Linked DNA regions of Drosophila melanogaster: all the other regions are linked to region 1. Evidence: chromatin contacts called from public Hi-C and HiChIP or PLAC-seq data. All regions are on one chromosome and are shown on one strand. Each heading gives the region's core, a stretch centred on a gene start, on an enhancer-like site or on the middle of the called end of the contact. The rest is flanking DNA. Distances are from core to core; before and after follow the strand shown.

The links. Hi-C and Micro-C count contacts between places; a contact is called where the count stands out from the background. HiChIP or PLAC-seq counts read pairs in DNA pulled down with a chosen protein or histone mark.
Region 2: a contact with region 1 is called in an H3K27ac HiChIP or PLAC-seq map of the Kc167 cell line, with 9 times the contacts expected there. The contact joins the promoter of lncRNA:CR44409 here to the promoter of lncRNA:CR44478 in region 1. A contact is called at or near these places in 3 of 107 Hi-C or Micro-C datasets (the D17-c3 cell line, the Kc167 cell line and the S2 cell line) and 1 of 6 datasets of contacts at active chromatin or transcription factors (the Kc167 cell line).
Region 3: a contact with region 1 is called in a Hi-C map of the Kc167 cell line, with 2.6 times the contacts expected there. The contact joins the promoter of lncRNA:CR44904 here to the promoter of lncRNA:CR44478 in region 1. A contact is called at or near these places in 1 of 107 Hi-C or Micro-C datasets (the Kc167 cell line) and 1 of 6 datasets of contacts at active chromatin or transcription factors (the Kc167 cell line).
Region 4: a contact with region 1 is called in a Hi-C map of the Kc167 cell line, with 2.5 times the contacts expected there. The contact joins the promoter of Polr1D here to the promoter of lncRNA:CR44478 in region 1. A contact is called at or near these places in 5 of 107 Hi-C or Micro-C datasets (the Kc167 cell line, the PNm cell line, the S2 cell line and 1 more).

What each region holds. Positions count from the first base shown.
Region 1 is chr2L:18,143,502-18,146,379 of dm6, forward strand. It overlaps lncRNA:CR44478 (long non-coding RNA:CR44478), which reads left to right and starts at 1,597. Exons shown (of 1, transcript NR_124351.1): 1 at 1,597-1,998. All of the region lies in intron 1 of Socs36E (Suppressor of cytokine signaling at 36E), which reads right to left.
Region 2 is chr2L:17,428,062-17,431,204 of dm6, forward strand. It overlaps lncRNA:CR44409 (long non-coding RNA:CR44409), which reads left to right and starts at 1,645. Exons shown (of 1, transcript NR_124330.1): 1 at 1,645-2,096. All of the region lies in intron 1 of Dif (Dorsal-related immunity factor), which reads right to left.
Region 3 is chr2L:18,794,625-18,797,842 of dm6, forward strand. It overlaps lncRNA:CR44904 (long non-coding RNA:CR44904), which reads right to left and starts at 1,556. Exons shown (of 1, transcript NR_124370.1): 1 at 1,200-1,556.
Region 4 is chr2L:19,133,659-19,136,546 of dm6, forward strand. It overlaps Polr1D (RNA polymerase I and III subunit D), which reads right to left and starts at 1,575. Exons shown (of 3, transcript NM_001273634.1): 1 at 1,272-1,575; 2 at 116-163. The coding sequence starts at 1,322. brat (brain tumor) reads left to right here and starts at 158. Exons shown (of 5, transcript NM_001201913.2): 1 at 158-618.

The sequences.
Region 1 (2,878 bases), core at 347-2,846:
TGTTCTGGCGGGCAAGTGAAATCGCACTGACAAGTCCTTATCGCACCCGCATCACCAGGATGCGTCATCGAGCTTCCAACTTGAACCATATACGGCATGATGGCCAAGGTACACGTACAAAGCATTGGTTAGACTATGTACTGACTCATCTGTTAGTGGTAGGAATTCTTGGTAGTTACCCGGAGTCGGAAACACGGCGATGAGTATGAGTATGTCACCGCTGTTTCTTTTTTTGCTGCAGGTGGCTTTTCCCTCAATGGCGAAATAATTGGATCACCGATTGGCCAATAAGGCCCTCTGATTGATCGATAATGAACTGTCATGGTTGTGAGGTAATAATGAATCCAGTAACTTCCTGGGTTTTTACACTGAGTACATTTAATCAGTATATAGATACTTTTGATAGATACCTTAACAACTGGCTTGAACTTATGTTTAGATTCTTTGAATTCAAATGCTACATACATAGTACAGGCGGTTTAGGAATCCATATTTTAATGACCCAGAAGAAGATAATATTCTGCGCAACAATCAATTGCGAATTCAGGGAAATGCGAGATTGCCTTAATTAGAAATCGGACATATTTTATTATTCCAAGTTCCCCTTATCTGTTCGATATTTAAAGGCTGCCAAGCACGCACTCGCCCATAAAATACGCCTTATTTTGACCATAAACTCAGTATTCGCGCTAACGATTAAGATTGCGATGTTTATGTGAACTTAGTCAAGATTGTTTATGGCGGCGATGAATTGAAAATTACCAAAAACAAGGCCGCAAAATGTAATCAACGAGTATGTGTGTACGTATGTACGTACACTACGGCCAGGACTTGGGCGGAAACAATGATTATCAATTCCGGGAATCCTGCGGCAATTGTAGTGGGGAGTTTGGCAGAATTCCCTCGCCCATATAATACGACTTGATTTGGGTGGGCCGCAAATGGGGAAATTCGCTGGAACAATGATTGCAGACGAGCGTCTATCACTTCAAACTTATCGAACGTTGTTCGACCTTAGCGACTGATATCAACCCTGAACGATTTCCGTGGAATTCCCTTGTGTTAATCACCTAACGAGTCGCCTGTGAGTATCCATATGTATGTATGTGCATACATTTGTACGTACAGTCGCGTCATATGTTTGCGCCTAATCAAACACAGAAATGGGAAACCTTGTTGAACAATTCAAGCAATTAACAGTGCATATATTCTCACCACTTTTCCCAAAAATGGAAGGGAAAATATTCAAGTTGCTTCCCGGAAATGCGACCCGCAAGCGGTAAACAGTCAAAAATTGCAGCTTTTTAACGAGAATCGAGAAATTATAAATTAAGTGTTTTAGCCGGAAAACGATATGTATGAGTGCGGCCGCCACTGGCGTCGAAATTATAGGGTGTTCGATGGATCATAATGGCCCCAGCGATTCGATTTGTATGCACCGTTGGCCGCCTAACGGTAATTTGCACACTTATAGATACATAGATACTTTTTTTCTTCTCACTTTTCATGCACGACTCCATGCCGCACGTGCCACAGGCAATTTATCGCATTCAAATCGTACGATTGGATCAGGTGAGTGAGTGAGTGAGTAATCAATACATTCTGTCTAACGTTTGACACGATCGTTCGCATTAACCGCAGATAATTATTATCATTTTTCCCCCGATCGAAAGACTCAGCGACTCCGTCAACTTTTGCTGTTTGCTGTGTATTTACGACTATGATGAAATACAAAAAGAGTGACTTGAACTCAAGATTCAACTTCAGATTCCAAGAGACCCGCATGAGACGGCAGCCAGCTAACAAAATTTTTCAATGGAAATACAAAACTGAAACGGCAGATACTGAGATACTGAACTCGGGTCAGGCAAGAGGGACTGGATCCGCATGGACGACTACACTGAGAAAATTCCATATATTATATCAATAAGAAAGGATAAACGTGAACAAACAAACCCTAAATTTACTTCTGTCAAGTTAATAAAAATGGAATAAGATAAGCATGGCTTTAATGTGATATCCTAATACCCAAAACGAAGGCTTTTCGCTCAGTGCACCTCGAGGGTATCCGTAGGTAGGACAAGGCGTTCCATGAGTCACCCAGACAATGAGTAGCAGCAGGCTGTCCTAGGGACCGAATCCCGAGTAAACTACACACAGCCCCGTGCATTTCTGCCTACCGAGTATTTGGAGGGCTCGTCGAGCTGAACTTTCCCTCTTTACCTTTTTACTTTTGTTTTTCTTTCACTCCGCCGCTGCTGCTGCCGCTGCGCGCCAGTTGCCAGTTGCCACGCGGAGCCAACCGGCGGTGGCAGCTGAAGTTTTTCTGCGCCGCTGCAGACAATGCGAAATTTCGTCAGAAATCCAAATGCGGATAATGATCTAATACATAACTTGTTCGGGGTAAAAATGTTGATAAATGTTGCCGGCCAGAGACGGATGGCGATGGGCGAAAGAAAGCCAACAACGCGCAGTGGTTTGAATGGCTAATAAGGGACTGCTAATGAACGGGGGATTCACTGCCCAGAAATGTAGGAGAAAACTTGCAGAACTCAAGAGGAGATACATACATATGAATGTATTCAAATGTGAAGCAGAAAAGTGAATTTTATTTGCATTTATAACAGATTTGTAGGCAAAACGTTGTGTCTAAAAATAGTCAAAGACAATATATAAATACGAAACAAGATTTGCGTAAACCGAATGAATGGATTAATGACAAATTTAGATTAATTTAAAATTGTGAAGCCCGCTCATTCGGACAACTTGAAATAATGTAGGGGTATCATAGGTCTACAACTCAAGAAGTGAATATTCAAATAAACAGCGAAAAAAGGTTGGGTAGCAATTATGAACTTGTACAAGAATTGCCAATTTG
Region 2 (3,143 bases), core at 395-2,894, 720 kb before region 1:
CAGCTATATAGTCGCGTGCGACTTGCACAATATGCGTTATATGTACATCTATATGTATATATATATGTATGGATATCTATGTGTGAACAAGTCGGCGCTTCACGTCCGTCGGCGGCCAAGTTCAGATTGAAACTGAGCGGTTCGCTTCACACTCGGCTGCAAGAGAGCTTCGGAATGGCTTCGATAGCTCAGGCTCCATTCTCAGCTGTTCGCTCTCTGCGATCGCATGCATTCGGTTCGTATACTTGATACGTATACGTGATACGTATACGTGATAAAAAGTTACCGCTGCTGATATGATGGTTGCTGATCGCAACTGACGGAGGGTGCCAATATCTGTTTTTATTTTCGAAACTGCTTCACTTTTCCTTTATTTATTTTCATTTCCGTTGTGCGTACTCAATGTTTCGTTCTCTCTAATGTATTTGTGTTCAAGTGCGTTCCTATGACGCCATCGAGCAGAAAAAATGGTTATAGATTTTTAAGTGGATTTGGAAAAGTGTTGAGATTTTTATAACGCTCTGCAGGTGTTCCAATTTCGATTTTCGGCTATAAGTAAACATTGATTCCCTTACAAAAAAATGTGTACTTTTTGCTGGGAATGAAAATTTATTGTTATGAATGGTTTGGAAATATCATAAAAATTCAAAATACCTAAGATGTTATTTCACATGAACTCTTTTCTCATTAAAAATTCGTTTAAAATAGTGCACAGGTTTCTGGACAAATCAAGATCAAAGGTTTATTATAAGATCAGATAGGAGGAAAAGTTTTTCTTTATGTGAATCATTCGCCATTCTGGAATGAGAAGCCGAAAAAAATCGACAACTATTAGCCAGATGCATAACAATAGATCTATTTATCTAATATAGGTATGACAGCTGAATGTTTTTATTGATTTTCCCAGGAATTGACAGACCTGAAACGAGTTCGACCCTCGGCAAATGTAAATTATAAAATCCATACAACGTTGCTAATTCACGCCAACAAAATTCCCAAATGAGACCGAAAAAAGATTCGCCAACGTCTAAGGTCGAACTGAGTTATTAACTCAATTTTTGGCTTCTGTTCCATAGACAGATTTTAGTCATTGAAATAAACACAAGTGCAGACCAAACACGTAGGGGAAAAATATTTGCAGTTAACATTGCCAATCGGGTGGAAATATTTCATTATTGTTGTGCATGAATGAAAATAGTATAATTTATTTCTGCTAGCCCACGAAAATTTCGAACTAAAAACACAGTTTTCATGTAGCGTGGGCTCGTCTGCGGACAAAATGCATTTTGGGAGCAAATTTCCCGGCCGCAATTTACATCTATATAGGATTGCAACAAAGCCAAGAATACCTCAGGACGTGCAAAAATAAACTAAACTATTTCAGCTCTGGGGTTTGAGAAATTTTAAGTTAGGAAAACAGATATTTATTTATTTAGCAATTTATTGAGCAAATATGAATATTTAGATATAGATGAAAATATAGTACGACAATTTGTATAACTTTTTGAACATGTTATTATCAAATTTACAATTGTAATCCACACTTTTATTCTATTATTTTAAAATTTCTTGCTCTTTATGGCTAGGGATCACTGTAGAAGGATTTTAGTTGCGATTGTGCTTTTAGCCATACATGTATGACAAATGCCCCATGACGTAGTAGCCACTTTCAGTAAACATATCAGACGTCACAGAAATCTCCAACTCTTTATTAAGCTCCCCGAAGAAGAAGAGAAGAAAAAAAGGGGGAGAAGTCAAAGACTCTACCCCCGCCCAAACAACTCCCCCTGCAATTCTGGCACATTTGCGCTTCAAGGTCACGCGCGTGAGCGGGAACGAGAGGGAGAGAGAGAGCGAGGAAGAGAGAATGCAGAAAAACAAAGCCAAGCCCCAAAGAAATCGTGGAAGGGGGTGGAAGGGGGCGAAGGGGGCTTGACGGCGGAGCGCATAGTTGAGCAACCACTTGTTGTTGCTGCCGCTTTTATTGCTCCTCTTCAGCCAGCGCCAGTTTAAGGCCACCAAATATGCACTGGGAGAAACAAATAGCACATACATCTTAACAAAAAACACTTAAAGATTATAGATTTCTGGATATTAAATGGCCTATTGAATTAAGTGACAAATAATATCTAAAGTGGATTTTGTTGCATTTGTTGGTTTAGTATTTTATTAAAATATTAATTTTAACATTTTCTTTAAAGGCATATTTTATCAGATGCCTGAAGCATGTAAATTTAAAAAAAATAATTTATTATAAGGTGAATAGTGTTAAAAAATGCGAAATAGAAAACAGATCTACAGCTTTTTCACAGTGATTGAATTAAGTCGAAAGGTCTGCGCCGCCCTCAAAAGAGGTAAAGAAACAAAGCGCGTAGTGCATTAACATTCAAGACATTCGGCTGACGAATAATGGTGATAAGCAAAGGAAGGGGACGAAGGGGAGCCGTATCAATAACACGAACAGCCAAGTTACCGACGAACTCGAAATGTTTGAGTAGCAGAAAAGCCATGATACAAAAAAATGACTCAGCCTAGTTCAGCGAATTCAAATGCTCTTCTGCAGTCAATATATACTTGCTAAATTGCACTAAATTCTATAATGACGAGTTATATATTTGATAAGGTACTTTGATATATATATAAAGCAAACAAACAAAAGCGAATAAAAGAGAGGTAGATTTAATTGCTAGAAATGTATATCTACGGTCAGTAATAAGACACTTAATTAAAGTGTAATTTCCTTTTCTAAAACCCACTATTTTGAAAAGCTTGGCGGAAAGAAAACACTCTACGAATTGGCAAAACTTTTGCGAAGCATAAGAGAAGAAAACGTTAAGCTATAACAAAAAACCTGTCCGTCTGCCTTGTCTTTGGCTTTTGGCTTTGCAGCACTTGATTGGCTTTTGGATTCCCCGAATCGTCGATGAATCATCGCCTCACCTATATACATACATACGTATACGTAATTTCTGCGGCTCACCAAACACAATTGTGCCGCTCGCACACAATCACTTTCAATTGGGGCCTTATTTGTGTGTTTGTGTGTGTGTGTTTGGGTGTTTGCCCATGCGGAAATCTGCTGAGAGGAAAGCGCTGGGAGAGCTCCACCGAGATCATCTGCTCCGGAGAGTGGGAAATTTTGG
Region 3 (3,218 bases), core at 306-2,805, 650 kb after region 1:
GATTGTTCGCCAAAGTCCAAATCTTTAACGGTTGTTGCTGCTGTTCAGTTTGGGTCAGATTTATGGAACGTATAATTGGCCCAAACGGATCTTGGCATCCAAATGCGCTGCGCCTTATTAATAATTGCAATTTTCATGGCTGTTTATCTAACTCTTTGTACGTCATTTGGGGCGCCAAGTGTTGGGCTTTTCCGGGCGAGGTGGGAAGGGTTTGCTGAGGAAAATAGGTCCGTTGTGCTATTTTTACACTGAACTTGATCTTGGCAAACAAATATAAATTTACAAAGTACATGCCCACTGGACGGCAGAACTTTGTTGGGATCTTAGCCGATTACAATATTTCAATGTCGCCCACTTGCGGGGCGGAAAAAGCCTCAAGGAATGCATTATATCATCTGGCTTTATAAAGTGTACAATAGGGCACGGCGCGAGGAAATTAAATCATCCACCGGATGAGTTTATATCACAAGACATTAGCGTAGTATTCATATAGGGGAGCCCCACTCAGAGATAACTTCTGGTTCCCATGGATGCTTAAAGACGCACTTAAGTCATGTAAGTAATACATTTCTTATCGACTTGAAGTTGTTAGTAGTAACTATTATGCAATTGTAAGTACGGCTAGTGCGTAATTAATAGTGAACTACTCATTTATATTTTGTTTTGTGAAATAAATGTTTTTTAACGTATAGTTACACGCAGTTAATCAAAGTTAGTTCGTAGTTGTATTAAGTAGTAAATACAGTAGTAAATGAGTTAGAAGTAAGTATTAAGTAGTAAATAAATAAATGAATTAGAAGTAAGTATTAAGTTGTGGTTGTATTAAATAGTAAATAAATAAACGAATTAGTAGTAAGTAAATGAATTAGGTAAAGAAATAAATTTTGTATGGTTTGATTTGAGTTCTTAAGGTTATGAAGCTTAATTGATTTTACACTGATCGTAATTTACTCTACATAAAAGTGCAGTCCCTCCATTATATTTTTAAAGATTTTTTTATAACTATAAGCAATTACCATTCATAATTGTCCATTAATTTTTAATATCCCCCAGCAGGCTTACTAATAAAATAAGGGAAAAGTTTTTTGGGAAGCCTTTTCATTATCCCAGTGGCGAGTTTTTCATTAATTTCGTAGCAGGACGCGGAGAAATGGAAGTGAGTGTCCAGTGGCGAAACGAAATAATTTCAGCGCACTTTTAATTATCAGAAAATTACAAACACACATCGGGTGCATACAAACACATAAACATTTATTTCGTATATAGTGGGAGATGCAGTTTTCAGTATGAGGTAATCGGGCAGCAGGCTTTTACACCCACCCACCCACTCACACACGGGCACACACACACATTCCCACACACGCGCACTAATACAGCCAAACGCTTGTTTCTGACTGGCGGGCATTGAATGGAGTTGTTGGTGTTGTTGTCGCCATTTCGCTGTCGTCTCCCTTATCTCTCTGTCATTATCTCTCTCTCTGCTTGGGGAAAGGTATGAGGGGGTGGGGAAGGAGCGGGATGGGAAACCAGAGAGCGACTGTCATTCGTCTGTCATCGCTCGCTTTCGACTGAGCGGCGAAAACTTTGGCGTCGCATCGACGCGGCAGCAGCAGCACTCTCTCTCGCTCCCATCCCCAGTCTTTTTGCCGCGTTTGCGCTCTAATATGGGGTGGAGCTTTGGAAAAAAGAGAGCAAGAGCCAGAGCAGCGGTAGCTTGTTGCGCTCTCTCGTTGCTGCTGGCATTTGATTAATGAAGTGTGTTAAGAGGTTACCAGCCAAGGACAAAGGCCCTCCAAGAGGTCCTTGACTGTGGCAGCAACATATGCTCGTACATACATAAAGATATCTCTCAAGGAAACAGACAATTGGGGGCGTGGCCTCTGCCAAAGCTGCTGCCGTGTCGCTGCTGCTGCTGCTGCGGTTGTTGCTGCTTTTGCTGCTGCTGTTATCATATCTCTCAGTCGCTGCTCATTTAGCGCTCTCTATCTCATGAGGTATGGCCATCCCGCTCGCTTAACTGTTGCCGTTGCTCTTTCGCTTGGGCCCACGTTGCGTATACGTAATGTGCGCCAAATTGTGTCGCCACACTGTCGTTGGTCCATTGATGTGCGCTGATAGCGACAGTGGGCAGAAGCAGCGGCGCAGCTGCAGCGCACCAGCAACTTTACACAAAATGGCGATTACAGGTATATATGTAAAAGCGAAGAAGGTAGAAACAAGACATCCACACAGACACAGAGCTAAACACCTTTTCGAAACACCCCCACCCGACCATAACTCCTCTTCATCACTCAGTGGCGATATCTCGGCAGCGCAACTTTCTTGTGACTGTAGAAATAAACAAAAGTCGAAAAAAATACAAAACAAACAAGAACCCTGCCGCAAAAAAGAGGCAACTCCTGGTTGTTGCTGCTGTTGTTGATGTTGCTGCTGTGTTTATTGCCTTCAGCTGCCGTTGCAGCCGCGGCACTGAGTTTTATGTCTTCATTAACTGAAAAAGTTATGAGCCATGGCTGCGGGGTTGCCCCAAGAAGAGAAAAGGGCAGGCAAGTGGGGGCCAAAATCAACGAAGGGCGATGGCAACGAAGGACAGACCTGACCACAGCATCCATCTGTAAAAGCCGTAATTGGACTTGGACCGATGGTTGACAACATTCCCTTTTCAGTTACATGCAACAACGGCGAAAAGTGTGGTACTAAAGACATTTTTGTGATCTGCGTCATGGTAATCAGTTTAAGTCATGTGCAGATTCTACGTTTACAGAGACTGATTCTGAAGTGCGACAGTGGTATAAAATCAAAAAAAAGTTTAAGGAGGAATTTTTTTTTTTATTTTCCTGTATCTTGTAAATTTATTTAAATTTTGTCATAATTTATCTGAAGTACCGAACTACATTAAGTTACGACAACATTTTAAAGAAACATTTCACAGAGAACTTTAACCATTTAGCTAGCTACCTATTTTTCAACCATACTACACCTCTTTTTTTTCATTCTTACGAACTCTATTTGCCCCACTGTGGATCGTTGATAACTCATTTCACGTGTCTAGATAGAATTACAGAACGCGTAACACCGAGCTCCACTTACCGCCTCCAAATCGTTCGGGTGACTTTCTGAGATATTGGTTGGTTTTGTTTTTTATTTTACTACTCGGTACTCGTAAAAGTCAGTCACAGTAGCCGTCGTTGTTGTTGTCGCTGTTGCTGCTGGTCAAG
Region 4 (2,888 bases), core at 325-2,824, 990 kb after region 1:
AAAAGAGTATGTCTTCTGAAACATTCCTACTGTTTGCTTGTGCCAAGTGTCATACCAACATTGACTTTAATTCTTGAAAATCAAATGAGTTACTTCTAAGTAAATGCATAAATACCGTGGTAACGTCATCGATGTATCGATAGCGCGCCGATGTCTCCACCAGCTCCAGTTCTTGACGCGTTCTGACACGGACGCGGTTTTCAGACAGAGCATTGAATTGTGTGTGTTGCTTCTTAATTCGCTTTGTTCTGTGGCCAATTTTATTGGGCCAACTGCGAAATCAGTTTTGTGCGGTGTCGGCCAAAAAAAAGAAGAAAAAGTGTCGCAAACAGCCGCATTAGCATAATTGCAAGCCGCCTTCTGCATACGTGTGTGAGTGTTGGTTTGTTTGAAAGCATCAGCAGAAAAGGCGGCAAGGAAAGAAGCAGAGAGGCGAAGCGGAGCGAAGAAAACAAAAACAAAAAAACTGCAACGGCAAACATAATTATTTGCGCAATGCATTCAACGTGAAGTTGCTCCAAAAACACCGACACTCGGGAAAAACGCATACAACGACGAATCGGCAATTCATTTTACATGCTTTTTCGCCGTTTCCATCAGGAATTGACTGCAATACAGGTTTGTTTAATGCCCACCATGTGCTTATTAATAACATCGCATACATAAATAAGCGGTATTGAAAAGCTCGAGTTGTCATTTCAATTTTGTTGACGGCCACGCCCCCCATCTGGTTCCGAAAATTATGCAAATTCATGCGCCCTTTTATTTTTGTGCACGCACACAGCTGCAAACAGGCAGCTGCCTCTGCCGCCGTGCCGTCGACGCTGTTGCCCGCGAAGGCGGAAGTGATGGCTAAAAAATACCAGTTCAGAGGCTCAACTAAAGCTTTATCTTGTTCGTTACTGTGCCTCCTGTTCTGCTTTTCGTTAGTTATTGCCAATAATGTAGACTTTTATTTCCAAATTGTTAAATTTCCTAATTGGCACTTTGCATTCACGTTCGCAGTCTGCATCTTCAATTACCAATTACGAGAATAACAGTATTCGGTTTCTTAACATGTACTTTACGATTTATATGCATATAACCAAAAGGTTGAATACAATCAAATATGATCTTACGTAGTTTCCAGTAAAATTTTAAAAATATTTTTTATTTAATTTCGTTAATATGTATGGTTTTTTAATCCAATAAGATTTTTATAAATATTTTTCTCCCTAGGGTATGCAACACTTTATTGCAAAGATACCCAATAGCTCTTAGCCAATACTCACTGTATTTTGTTTCCACTGGTTGCTATGCTCTTCTCCCCTGCCCCTTGCCATTCCTCTCTCCGCTTCCTTCTCGGCATCCTGCTAACTCCTTTGCACTCATTTGTTCGGTGGTAGCTGACACACACACATGTACACACATCTGTTGTGCTTTGGTGGTGACTAATGCGGCAGCATGTTCCGTTATCTCATGCGTTCCCCCTCCTCGCGCCCACGCGCCGCAGCGCTTGTGTTGTAATAATCACTTTTCGTGTATGTATGGCAGTGCGCGCGAGTCTGTCTCACGTTTCGTTTGGCGCCATGCGTTCCCCCCAATTTGCAGTTGTTGCAATTTAGTCTAGGCTGCGTTCCTCTTCCATTTCGTTTCCCCCATTATGCTGGGCGCCCTTTTGCCTTGTTGTTTTTGTTTTTACATGGCCTGCAGTTTAAGTATGTATATATGTATGTATTGAGAGCCGGCGTTTTTGTGGCTCGTGTGTGAGTGAGAGCGAGGCAGCTGCTCTCTCCTGGCCGAAAAAAGTGGCTGCTCTCTCTCCTGGGCTAACTCTATTCTTGCTTTTATGGGTTTCTTTTGAGTTTGCAATTATTTTGGCTTTGTAGTGGTTACAACAAAGGAACTGCATATAACCGTCACGATCGTGGCAAAAAGGGAGAATACGAAAAAGAGAAGTGCGAAATGGTTCTGGGAATACGATCCAGAGGGCCCATGTAAATATGTATGTAAACACAACCTAATATATACATTCATACATACATATGTACATAGCAACAGCGATCTATGGCCTGTACATAGAGAAAATAACTTCCCTAGCATTTACTCGCGAAGCTGATTCGTAAACAATTCACCACCTCGTGTGTAATATATCTTTTCAACGTATAATAAACGAAAACTAGTAGAAAGTAATAAACGCATAGAAAAAGGATGCAGTACGGTAGACCATTTTAAAATTATATTAATTCAAAATACAAAAGTATTTTTTGTGTATAGCTGCGCACGTGAAAATAAATTATAAAAGAGGGGGAGCCCGAAATTTTAAGTCCTCCCAAGGGTGGTGTATATTCCACCTTGTGCCATGAATATTGCAAATAATCCACTTGAGGTACAAAATACCTGTCCACGATGTAGACACAGTGTGCTGACTTGACAAGGACAGGTTATAAATTGAATTTTAAAACAAAAATTCTATGTATAATGGTACTAAGGTTTTTACCGATTCTATTGGTAAATTAATAAATGCTTAACGAGTTTTTGAAAATAATTCTGTCAGTAAACATAGCAATGGTGTGTTCTTTCGATCATTTATCTATATTTATCAATGGTGCATGCAATATTTTTGTTGGGCCCACTGTGCCAGAAAGTTCCAAGGATGCTGCAGACATCGAAAGCCAAACGAAACGAAATAAAATAAAATACACAGACAGTTTTGGAGCGAAAGGAAGTGGAAGGAGTAGCTGAGGTGAAGAAGGGGCTAAAGGGGAGCCCCTTTAGCTCGAATGCAGACAAAAAAGGTGAAGTGGCAATGGCACAAGACGAAGACGAAGAGCACGAGAACAAGGAACAGACGGGAACACGGACACGACGACGTGATATTCCAACATCCTGTGCAGCGAGTCACGAAG